Regions from separate parts of the Hordeum vulgare genome. Here region 1 is linked to region 2. Evidence: chromatin contacts called from public Hi-C data. All regions are on one chromosome and are shown on one strand. The core of a region is the stretch at or near the end of the contact, and the rest is flanking DNA. Distances in the headings are between cores, read along the strand shown. Region 1 has its middle 100 kb from the start of LOC123401483. Region 2 holds the start of LOC123401483 (SUPPRESSOR OF GAMMA RESPONSE 1-like).

What was found. A called contact is a pair of places that touch in the nucleus more often than the background predicts.
Region 1: a contact with region 2 is called in a Hi-C map of seedling, with 2.0 times the contacts expected there. The contact joins the enhancer-like site here to the promoter of LOC123401483 in region 2. A contact is called at or near these places in 2 of 6 Hi-C or Micro-C datasets (leaf and seedling).

Annotation. Positions count from the first base shown.
Region 1 is chr6H:329,607,507-329,614,172 of MorexV3_pseudomolecules_assembly, reverse strand. No RefSeq gene overlaps it. Among protein-coding and RNA genes, the nearest start is that of LOC123401483, 100 kb to the right of the region's middle. Within about 2 kb of position 3,637, at least 3 of the 3 cell types and tissues checked have open chromatin away from gene starts, as enhancers often do. A contact at or near this core is called in leaf and seedling, where this site is marked.
Region 2 is chr6H:329,504,347-329,510,632 of MorexV3_pseudomolecules_assembly, reverse strand. It overlaps LOC123401483 (SUPPRESSOR OF GAMMA RESPONSE 1-like), which reads left to right and starts at 4,287. Exons shown (of 6, transcript XM_045095307.1): 1 at 4,287-4,693; 2 at 6,133-6,268. The coding sequence starts at 4,686.

The sequences.
Region 1 (6,666 bases), core at 2,388-4,887, 100 kb before region 2:
TGAAGCTGCAAAAGAAAGTGTTTGTGTGAAGAATTTTATTTCTGAACTTGGAGTGGTTCAGGGCTCGTCCAATCTGTTGGACCTCTATTGTGGTAATTGTGGTGCTATCGCACAAGTCAAGGAACCACGGAACCATCATAAAATCCAACACATTCTCAGGCGTTTAATATTATTCGCGACATTGTCGAGAGAGCCGATGTAAACATATGCAAGATACACACAGATGCAAATGTTGTTGATCCATTAACGAAGCCTCTCCTGCAGTCAAAGTATGAAATCCACATGAGGTCTATGGGCATACGATGCCTAGATGATTGATTCCAGTGCAAGTGGGAGACTGTTGGAGATATGCCCTTAGGGCAATCATGTGATGATTTCATTTCCTATGTATTCATGAGTATTTTGTATTGTCCTTGAACGACATCAGTGATATGTATAAAAAAGTATGTGACTTATTTGTGAGACTATATATTGTATGATGATTGTTCTAATCGTCCATAGTTGTTAAGGTTATGTGGGCACATATCCTTTACTAGTATACGATTCAATTGATCACTATGTTTCACAAGTCATGTGCATAGTGATGCTAAACTCATAGTATGGACTCGGGGATTGAGATCACCAAGTCGGAGTGACCCACTTTGAGACACAATGAGCTATTGTCATCTCTTAGTCTCAAGTACAATGTATATGACATGTCCTAGACCTGACGTCCTCTCATGTTCTCGGGATGAGTATCGACTCACTTAGGGTCTATCAAACGCTACTCCATAACTGGGTAGTTATAAAGGTAGCTTTCGGGTGAGTCGTGAGACATGTCGCGAGACATGATTGACGAGAATGGGATTTGCCCCTCCGTAAGGAGAGATATACTTTGGGCCCTCTCGAGTGATTGGATTCAGAAAGCATGGCCATGCGACATGGGTTAAGTGTTAACCTAGTTCGGGAATCTGCAACACGGTTTCAAGAAGAGATGTCGAGCTACCACAAGGGTGACTAGTACTCGCCTTGAGCTTGACAACCAATATCATGAGGCAAAATGAATGTTGTATATGACACATTGTTGAGGTTCGTCTAACGACTTTGTGCGCACACAGGAGTTGGCACGTTCTGCTAGGAGCCTCTACTCACTATCCACTCTGGTCTTGTCCATGTGTACGTGAACCTATAGGGTCGCACACTTAAGGGATTGCGGCCCATTCGGATTGGATCTGAATGGAAAATGGGGCTAGACTCGTCGTGGACCTCAAGTGTTAAGCCCACCTCGGAGGTTTATATAAAGGGGAGTGGGCACACTTTTTAGGGTGGATCCTTTTCATTCCCTTGATAGCCACCTCCACTCCCCACGCCGCCATGCCGTGCGCTCGAACATAGCAGTCCGCCGCCCGACGGTGCTCCCGTACGTGTGGATACTTTGGAGGCATCGCATCTGCAGTGCTTGGACGAACCGTTCGAGTGATCCGCAAGGAAGCGTTCAAAATGATCCGCGAGGAACCGTTCGAGGGATCCGTGAGGAGCTGTTCGTGGGATACGCGAGGAGATGTTCGTGGGAGATCGGGTGCAGGAGAAGGAGACGAATTGGTTGATCGACTATACGCGTCACCAACTCTACTTTCGCTGCGGTGACTGTGCGTCTAGTTGTAAACCCGACCCGTGATTTGTTTCCAGGAGCATGTTCTTAGGTGCGCGACAGAAATTTTTATTTGGCGCTAGCATAGTGGACCGCGCGTTCCAACACTCTCTCGCTCCATCCTCTCATCTCCCTCTCCCATTTCGATCCCACCCACTCATATGTCTAGCTCTGTCTGCCACTCCGGCTGCGATGGCTCCGATATCGATTACGACGAGGAGCTGGCCCTCGGCATTGCCTTGGAGCGGTCGAAGGTGGACACCCGCAACAACTCCAGGTCTGGAGCATCGGCGTAATGCGGACTCCAGAGCTGGACCCTCCTGGCCCGCGCACAGCTCTGACACGACGGTGAATCTGCACCGGCCCCATGAAATCTCCTTCCCCCGTCGGCCGCTCCTCTACGTGGACACCGGTGGGTGCTAGTTGTCGCGCCACCGGCGCGCATGCGTACTCCAGAATCCGAGGGGCGCGCCGCCCGCCGCAAGAGGCAGTGGGCAAGGGAGAGGGATGCAGCGGAGCAATCCGTGTCCCGTCAGAGCGGGTTGCCGACAGAGCCCGATGAGGACGAACACTTCCTCACATGGGTGTAATGTTGGTCCCTCACGACAACGGAGACGGACGCTCGCTGCCTCCGATGAAAGAGCGCCAAGGCGCTCCGGCTTGCTGAGCAGTTGAAGCGCGAGACGAAGGAGGCGGTTTGGGCCGCCAAGTTGAAGCAGGAACAGGACAGGACGGTTCACCAGATGAAGGGGCTCATTGTCGTCTCCGACTCCGACGAGGAAGACAACGCCAACTGCACCTCCTCCTCCGAAGACCAAGATCCTCCCCCAATCGCGGACGGCTACATCTGCGACAGCGATCGAAAGCGCAAAGGCCCAACGAGGAAGTGGCGATCTCATTGCCTCCCGTGCGCATTGGTTATGTCGTTTTTAGTTGTACAAATTTAAGAACTATGTGTGGTGAACTTGAGATGATCTTGCGGGTGATGTTTGATGTCGGTTCGCAACCAATCTTGTGTTCTTTGCATTCAATTTTGTTGTCTAATGTCTGATGAGGTATAGTAGCTCAAAATTGCATGTGTAGTATGGATACAGGGTGTTTGATATGCCATAAGTAGATGTGGAGAGGCAAATATGAGGCGTGTCTGGTCAATGTACGCGAACACGCGTGATGCGTTTGAGGAGCCGAATTAGCCCATCGCGACTCTAAATGCTCTCGTGGGGTATGACAATCGGGTCCGACGTAACACACACGGTTCGAGCATCTCTATATCTATCCAATATTAAAATTGAATATAAATGATGTTGGTCAATTAAGACATTTGAGATCCATTTGAAACCTTGTTTTTCTAAAACAGATTACTGACGGCCACGTTTTAAGCAAATTTGGACCGCCGGTAGATGCTCTTAGGGCATGTTCGGATGCTCTCCGGCTTCACAAAACTTTACATATCCAATTTTTCTTCCTGATTTCTAAGTCAGTATACTACTAGCACTGCTCTCGAATGTTGTTCTACGGTTTTGGTTAAAAAAAACTAATCCTACTTGTGCGTAGGAGTAGTAGTTATTATTATTATTTTTGCGCTGGAGGAGTAGTAGTTATTTCTTATTTGCCTTCCTGGGTGAAGGAAATGGCTGATTCTTTTATGTGGGATATGGCCTGCGGACTGAGCTGTCCCTGGCGGGAAGTTGTAGAGGAGTTGAGGCGAGTGGTAGCGCGGCATGGCCGTCCATCGGGCACCGGCCAACCGTTTCCCGAACGGATAGGGATAGGGATAACCTTCCCAAAGGCCTTCCTGCTTCGTTGCATGTTGACTGTTGTCCACCGGTCGTCTCTTTCGGGCGCGCGCTGGTCTGGGTTCACTGAGGCGGTTCCTTTCATTGACATGGCGCGCTGGCAGATGGCGCCGCGGTGTCGACCGGTTGACTCATTCCGGGCAGCAGAGTGCGACGCCCGAAGCTGCGTGCGCGCAGCGCAATGCAAAGCCCGGTCTTGCTCCGCCGCGTGCTCCTAGGCTAGACAAGGACGGGTGCGCTGCATGCTAAGCAAACGCGAGCTGGGTCGGTCTCGCCGCGCTGTAATTTGTCCATTCGTTCGTCGCGCGACGCGTCGACCTCCTGCGACGGGACAAGTTACGACACCGCGTTGCACATACAGTTTGGCCGACTCCTGCCGTCAGAAGGTGATTTATGGGTGCGTTAACCTGTTTAATTAGAATTATTAGGGCGGTCCTAATTAAACGGGAGCGTGTACTAGCGTGTTGTTGCATTGACCACTGCGAGGCCAGCCGAGTGGGTGGTTGTCTACTTAAGCTTAATCAAATGGCAGTCCCGGCTTCAAAAGTTCACCCACTTTTCCTTTGCCCTTTTGTGGGGGTTGAACGGTTAGGTTTACCTGTCTACTACACGCACACGCCTCGTCTCGCTTGAAAACTGTTCCTTTGTCCCAAATTAGTTATCGTATAAATAGACTAATATTGTACTCTCTTCGTTTCTAAATATAAATCTTTTAAACAATTTTATTAAATGTCTAGATACGAAATAAAATGAATGAATCTATATTTTAAAGTATGTCTATATACTACATTCGTATGTAGTTTACAAGTGAAACCTTTAGAAAGACTTATATTTAGGAACGGAGGGAGTAGTATTTATAGTTCTACAGGCAATCATTTATATCAAATTTTGTTGAATATGTATTTTGCATGTATATGTGTATATTCTGGCCCACCTTTTAGTCTTTGTATAGTTGAGGCTGAGGTTCATATTGTATTCCATATATACGTGTCCTTGCACCCAATCAATGATACTAAGAGTTGCATTGTTAATTTTTTTTCTACATGGTATCATATCTCTCGATCCTACCCTAACCCTAAGCTGCCGTCACCTCCGCCGCCACCGCCGGTTCTCATCGCCACCACACCACACCACGCCGTCGTCGCCACCGCCGCGCTCCTCCCTCCAATCGTCGGCGTCGCCGCCCCCGCCGCCGCCGCTCCTCATCGCCACCACACCACACCAGGTCGCTGCCACGCTCCTCCCTGCAGTTGCCGCCATCGCCGCTCCTCATCGCCGCCACACCACGCCGTTGTACCGCTCCTTCCTGCACCCACCGTCGCAACTCCTCATCGCCACCACACCAAGCCGCCACAGCGCTCCTCCCTGCACCCACCGCTGCCGCTCCTCATCGCCACCACACCACACCACGTCGTCGTCGCCACCGTCGCGCTCCTCCCTCCAGTCGTCGCCGTCGCCGCCCCCGCCGCCGTCGCTCTTCATCGCCACCACACCACACCACGTCGCCGCCGCGCTCCTCCCTGCAGTTGCCGTTGCCGCCGCTCCTAATCGCCGCCACACCACGCCGCCATAGCGCTCCTCCGTGCACCCACCGCCGCCACTCCTCATCGCCACCACACCAAGCCGCCACATCGCTCCTCCCTGCACCCACCGCCGCCGCTCCTCATCGCCACCACACCACGCCGCCGCCGCTGCTCCTCATCGGTACCACACCACGCCGCCGCCGTGTCTCCTTTACCCAATGCCACCGCCGCCCGGTGTCGTGACCCCTCCAGCTTCCGCCTCCTTTAACCCTAAGCCGTCGCCGCAGCCGCGATCTCCCGCTGCAACCCGCCACCCCACCCGTCCACCTCTCCTTCCCGTCGCCGCCACCATGCAATCTTCGGGCTTCGCCTCCTCCAACAACACTAACCCGTTCGCCGGTCCTACACCCTTCGTCGAAGCCATCCGTGATCTCAACATCGAAGGCCATGTTCACATCCGCCTCCACTCCTCCACCTCCTCATACTATGCATGGAATACCTACTTCAACCTTGTCTTTCGTGAGTACTACCTCACCGAACATATTGACGGCTCCATCAACGATGAGTACATGAAGGGTGACCCGGAGTGGTCCGCCATCGACGCCGCTCTCATCCGGTGGTTCTACCAAACCGTCTCCAAGGACATCTTCCAAACGGTTGTCGCCGAGGGCGGCGACGCTTACACTGTGTGGACCAAGATCAACGCGCTCTTCACCAACAGCAAACTTCAGCGCCTTGTTTTCGTACAGCAACAGTTCTTCAGGTGCCATCAGGACGACTCCACCATCGATGACTACTGCATGCGGCTCAAGATGCTCGCCGACGAGCTTCGCGACATCGGCGCCAAAGTCTCCCACGAGCTCATGCTGAGCACCCTCACCGCCGGCCTCGGTGAGGACTTCGGCAACGCTGCTTCTAACCTCACCTTGTTGCCGAAGCCCACCTTTCAGACCGTCGTCGCATACCTGAAGCTCGAGGAGCGTCGGATGAAGAAGGTGAAGCGGCGGGTGCAACACACCGCTCTCACCGCAAGCACCACCCACTGTGGCCCTACTCCTTCGGCACGGCGCCACCTCATCTACAGCCTTTGCCGCCACCCGGGTTCTACCCGCTCCCTCCCGCGCCTCCCCAACCACAACAGCAAGGTGGGGGGCCGGCGCAACCAGCGGGATGGGGCCGACCGCCATCAACATCAGCTCCAGCAACAGGGCACCGAGGGGGTGCTTCCCGCACCCACCCCGACATGGACTGTGGGACAGAACCCTTGGACGGGCATGGTACATGCCTACCACATGCCCGTCCCAAGGGCCCCCGCGCCGAGTCTCCTCGGCCGACACCCCGCGAGCCACCAGGCGTTATTCGGCACGTCCACTCAGCCGGCTGTCGCCGGCTACGTGGCCCCGTTCGCCCCGTCGCTCGCCGGCAGGTACGGGCTACCCGACCCAGCGCAGCCCTACGGGGCCCTCCCGCCGCCACAGGTTCCGCCGCCGTGGGACCCCGCCCACCTCGCTGCCTTGCACTCGGCCCCGTTGCTGAGTAACTATGGCGGTGGAGGTGACCGGTACATGGACTCGGGTGCTACCGCCCACATGACAGCTCATCCCGGTAAATTGAACACTCCCACTCGTATCACCGTAGGCAATGATTCCTACTTACCTATCACTCATGTCGGTAGCACTAATTTTCCCTCCAACTCCACACCCATCAATATGTCTAA
Region 2 (6,286 bases), core at 3,038-5,537:
CGAGGCCCCGCGACGGGCTCGCCCCCATCATCGCCCGTTGCCATGCCCGTCCCGATAGCGGCTCCCCCTCCTGGCGTGATGACCCCCACTTGCGCTGGCGTGCTTCAGCTGAGCACACGCTATCCCTCGGATGAGTACGCGTGCACGGCCTCGACATCCACACCATCACCCATTCCCTCCTTAGCCCGTGAAGCCCTCCGGGGCCCTCATTGGCTCGTGGCGATGCAGGAGGAGTTAGACGCTTTACAGCACATCCACACGTGGCATCTTGTTCCGCGCCCCCTAATGCTAACGTCATCACCGACAAATGGGTGTTCAGCCACAAGACTTGCCCTGATGGTTCTCTCGAGCGCTATAAAGCCCCGATGGGTGGTTCGTGGATTCCGATAACGTGCAGGCGTGGACTTCACCGACACATTTGCCCCGATGGTCAAACCGGGCACGATCCACACGTTGCTTCAGCTGGCGGTCTCTTGAGCTTGGCATACTCATCAGTTGGACGTCTCGAACGCCTTTCTGCACGGTCATCTTGTCGAGCAGGTGCTCTGTCAGCAGCCTACCGGTTTCTTCGATGCCGATCATCCTAATCATGTGTGTTTGCTTTCTCGCTCACTTTACGGGTTGAAGCAGGCGCCCCGGGCGTGTATATATGTATATCCTGACTCACCTCCTAGTCTTTTTATAGTTGAGGTTGAGGCCCATATTGTACTCTCTATATAGGTGCCCTTGCACCCAATCAATGATATTGAGAGTTGCATTGCCAAAACCCTTTCCTACACGGTATCATACCTCTCGGTCCTACCCTAACCCTAAGCCGCCGCCGCTGTTGCGCTCCTCCTTGCAGCCGCCACTGCCGCTCCTCATCGCCACCACACCATGCCGCCGCCACCACTCCTCATCGCCACCACACCACGCCGCCGCCGCGTATCCTTTACCCGTCGTTGTTGTCGCCCCGTGTCGTGTCCCCTCCCGCTTCCGTCTTCTCTAACCCCAAGCCGCCGCAAATTTTGCGGCAAATAAATCGGGATGGAGGAAGTACTTACTTCATTAGGCATATTACGTGCTTGACAGAGCGTGGAGCCAGGCCATGACAGAGGATGATGGTTATGCATGTCTGCCACGCCATGTGAAAAGCATAAGAACGCTCAATTTTTTTATTATTTTGACATAACGGAAATACATTAGCTCGGAAAACAACAAAACCGAAAGAAAACATGAAAGAAGAAACAATGAGTCCAAAACATCAAAGAGAACATCACCATGAGCGCCCGTCATCGAACAACCCATTGTGCGACGAAAACCCAATGACACCTACTCAATACCAAAGCTAGTCTAGATCAAGGGGACAAGTTTAAGAGAAAATCATTTCAAGAAAATAATCAGAGTTACATGAGAGTCACAGGAAAGCTCGCGCAGGAGCAGCATTATCAAAGCACTCATGCAAAAGACCAACCGCGACAGATCATGAAACAGCTAAGAACGCTCAATTGGAACATGAATATATCATAGCGGATCAGTTGGTGTTCGTTGCAACCAGATCGGGTGCCACGTGCGTGCCGAGGCACCCACCCAACAAATTGTAGCTTAGTGGGAGCTAATCCCAATCTTTAAGACATATACTTATTGGTAAATCACATTCAATTGACAGTACGAGTTATAGGTCAAAGATATATTCAATTATGCACTTTTCTACATGGCATAGCATTTCACAACTCATTGGTATGTCAACTTATATTCTCTATAAACCAAGAATGTGAGAACCAAACATTTATGACCATGCCACTCACGAAAAATACCTTCTTTACGTCTTTGAAAGGTACGAACATGTCTTTCATGAAAGCATAATCGTATATTTAACAAAAAAAAACAAAAAAACACGTTTCCTTTCGTTTTTGAAAGGCACGACCGTACCTCTTAAAGAAACAAAACCATGCCTCTCATAAGAAAACACATTTTTTTTCCTTTTTCGACAGGCACTGTCATGCCTCTCGCGTAAGAAAAATAAATAATGAACATTTTTTTTGTTTTCGAGAGGCATAGTTGTGCCTCTCGCAAAAAATGTGATTTTTCTCGTTTTCGAGAGGCATGGTCGTGCTTCTCGCGAAAGAAAAAATATGACTCTTGCAAAAAAACACAAAACATGTTTTTTTTCGTTTTTGAGAGGCACGAGCGTGTCTCTCGTGCAAGAAAAATGTGTTTTCTGAAAGAAACAAAACAGATTTTTCGTGCAAAAAAAAAATATTTTAATTTTTTTGTCCAAAAGGTAAGAAAGACGAGTGATAAATGAGAACACCAATTTTTTGAAAAAACCCACCTAAAAAACCGAAAACACGTAGAAAAGAAAAAATAATAAAAAAGAAAAACGCTTCGTGCCGTTGGCTGAAAATGCGTCAAACAATAATACGTGATGGTGATTATTCGGAGGGTTCCGAAGAAGCGCTCGCCAACGGGAGCTCCTATGCAGTGCTGCACGCGCCCGTTAACGATCCGACGCCTGCAGCGCCGCTAGCATGGGCCGGCCGCTAGAGTGTTGTTCAATTTTTTTCTTTTTGATTTTCTTGTTATGAAAAAATGTTAAATAAAAAAGGTTTACAGATTTAAAGAAAAAAGATTCATTCATTTGAAAAAAGTTCATATCTTTAAAAAAAGTGTCACTAATTTAAAAAATATCTTCAGTTTTAAAAAAAGTTCATTGAAAATAAAAAAGTTCATTAAACTTCTATAAAGTTCAATATATTATAAAAAAGTTCATAAAAAGTGAAAAGAAGTTCATCTATTTTTATGAAAAGTTCATTGAACTGAAAAAAAGTTCATAAATTGTTAAAAAGTTCATCAATTTTTAAAATGGTGTTCATCAAATTTCAAAAAACTTCACCGATCTTCAAAAAAGCTCATGAATCTGAAAAGTATTCATTGAGATTTAAAAAGTTCATCAATAATCAAATAAGTTCATAGAATTTTGCAAAAAAAGTGTTACAAGAGTTTAGATGGGTTGTTCCAGTTCGAACTCCACACGCCGTGAGTTAATAAAATGCACGTTAACTGATCCCTATGGCGGCAAATAGGAAATGCCCTCGTCAACGAAATCACTAATTAGCGACTACACCTTCCAACGATTATTCTCATCTTCACAGGTTGCGACAAATGGCGTACTGCATGCGTGCCATTTACTTTTTTCGTAAATCACTAATTAGCGACTACACATAGGAGTTTTCTCTTTTTTCGTAGATCCGTATTTTCAAAACGTTTTTATCTCCTAAACCATGCGTCCAAATCTTGAACTGTTTTCACCATTGACTTTCTCGCATCGAGATCTTCAAAACTAGATCCCGTGTTGATAGATTTTAACGAACTTTTTTTTTCACGAAAAAAACCCGGATGAAAAATCGTGCCTCACGCGATAGAAAATAAAAACTGAAAACGCGTTTTTTCCCTTTCCGGGAGGTATGGGTCGTGCCTCTTGCGAAGGCAAAACCGTGCCTCTCGTGAAAAAAAAGAGAGCAGAAAACGCGTTTTCCCCTTTTTAGGAGAGATACCCTCTCGCAAAGGCAAAACCGTGCCTTTCGCGGAAGCAAAACCGTACCTCTCGCAAAAAAAACAGAAAAATGTTTTTTTCCTTTAAGAAGAGGCACGGGCGTACCTCTCGCGAAGGCAAAACCGTGTCTTTTACGAAAATAAAACCGTGCCTCTCGCGAAAAAAAGAGGCACGGTCGTGTCTCTCGCAAAGGTAAAACCGTGCCTTTAACAAAAGCAAAACCGTGTCTCTCGCAAAAAAAATAGAAAACAACTTCTTTTTTCTTTTCGAGAGGCACGGCCGTGCCTCTCGTGAAGGCAAAACTGTGCCTCTCGTGAAAACAAAACCGTTCCTCTAAAAAACAGAAAACTTGTTTTTTCACGTAAAAATTGCATTTTTTAAAAAAAATTTAAAAAAATTTCCGTCAAAAAGTTACGATAGCCCAGTAAAAAAACGTAACACCAAAAAATAAATAAAAAAATAAAAATAGCCAAAACGCGTGCGAAAAAAATAAAATCCAATAAAAACTCTCAGAACGCAAAACGTGGCGGCGCGCGGAAGCTATCGCGGGGAGGCTCCGAAAAGAGCGCTCCCTTAGTTGCTTTCCCTCGTAAACTAGTTGTTCTCGTAATTAGCTTAACTGGTGTGGGCTGCGGTCAAACAGAAAACTGGTGTGGGCTGGGCTACGTTGGTGCCCAGACGGGCGGTCCAGTCCAGCAGGCGAGCATTAATGTGTTGTGGGGACCGCGTTCGGCTTGCCAAGGAAGGAAACCACAACGGCCACTGCCCGTGGCAACGCAGCGCAGCGGGGGCAGGGGTTTTTGGGGTTTCCCGAGGCGAAAAAGCGAGAGGAAACCGCGGAGCGGAGGCGTCGGACACAGGTCCCCGTTCCTTCCGACCTCGCTCGCCGCTCCTCTCCTCTCCTCTCCTCTCCTACCGCGACCCTTCCTCCGACGGCGCCCTGCCCTGCCCTGCCGCCATTACCAGCGAGGAAGGAGGCGGGGGAGCAGAGGCCACTTGGCACGGCTGGACCGAGCAGAGCGAGCGCGGGGGAGCAGGCACGCGCCCGCCGCGCCGCCGGCCGATTAGGGTTTCCCGTGTCCTGGTTCGTCGGGCTGGCCGATCGTCACGTGCGCGCTGCTCCGATCGGTCATCCGTACGCGCCGCCGCGATGGCAAGGTCGCCCCCTCCCTCCCCCTACCCCCTTTCTTCAGTCATTTTTACTCTGTCACTGTTGCTTAGGGCTTGTTCGATTGTTCCGGATACCCACATTTCAGCACTCTAGTTTCAGACTTTCAGGACTAGTATGTTTTCTTGCCTCAGTTGTTGCCCCCTTTACCATAGCACGGAGGAACTAAACTGTCCGTCGATTGCTCCGGCAACCAACTTTCCTCTAGCGACGCAGCTACTCTCTCCGTCCCATATCGAGAATGCCTATGCAACCATTCATAGATTTTGACCGTAGGGTCCAATCCGCCTGCTGTGTGCCAGCACTATAGGGTTCCAGGGTCTGTCGACAATAGTGCAAGCAGTTCCTGTAGTGGTTTCTTCTAGTACATTTTCAAAGCCTGCCCTGGTACATTGTGTCATTGATAGAGCAATGTGATCACATTGAAAATGCTTGCTTTCTTAATATGGCTAAGCTTAGTTATGTTATAGATAGCTTAATTGGTCGATACAGATACCCAACACATGATTAGGTACTCCGTTGCACCACATAGCTTGTTTGTCTCATCGCTCTGTTATGTAGCATTGTTCAGTCAACACTGTCCTGTCAATGTTTTGCCTTCTATGAACAGCATAAACAGGACGTCAATTGAAATATCCAATGTGTATTACTGATTGTCGATAGTTCCATATTGTTCCTGATTGATGTATTATCTCTTCAAGTTCTGCAGCTACTGTCTCATTGTTACCATGTAGCACCACTGTCTTATGTATCGACCTTTATAAATAACATTATCCTGTTCAGATTAGTGCATTTGCAAAGCCTGCCCAGGTACACTGAGTCATTGATAGAGCAATGTTATGACATTGAAAGTGCTTTCTTTCTTAATATGTCTAAGCTTACTTATGTCCTAGCTTAATTGGTCAATATAGATATCCAACGCATGATCAGGTTTACTCCGTTGCAGCACATAAGCATGTTTGTCTCATCACTCTGTTATGTAGCATTTTTCAGTCAATAGTGTCCTGTCCATGTCTTGCTTTCTAAGAATAGCGTAGACAGTCGTCAATCAAATTATCGAGATACCCTAGTCCTTTTAAGTTTTTATACATAGCTTACGACTGACACTAATTCCATGTTGTTTCTTCTTGGCATATTATATCTTCAAATTCTGCAGTTACTGTGTCTTTTTTTAATTATGTAGCACTACTTTCTTGGGTACTGGTCATTTAATTAACATCATCCTGGTCTTAATATTATTCCTATGTACTCCCTCTGTAAACTAATATAAGAGCATTTAGATCACTATTTTAGTGATCTAAACACTCTTATATTTGTTTACGGAGGGAGTATTTGACAAGGTAGCACTTACTTGTTTATGTACATGTCATCTTAATTGTTATTATCCTGGTCAACTTTGATGTAATGCTATGTAATTACTTTGCTGCAGGTCATGGCTTATAACTTGCAGGGGTGTTGCCAAGAAAATTAGGAATGACAGCTGCTCGAATCGCCAGATAAGTGAACTGGGTGCAGAAGCATGCAGGGAGTGCCCCAACTGCAAACATATCATTGATAACAGTGATGTAAGTACTTGAAAATCT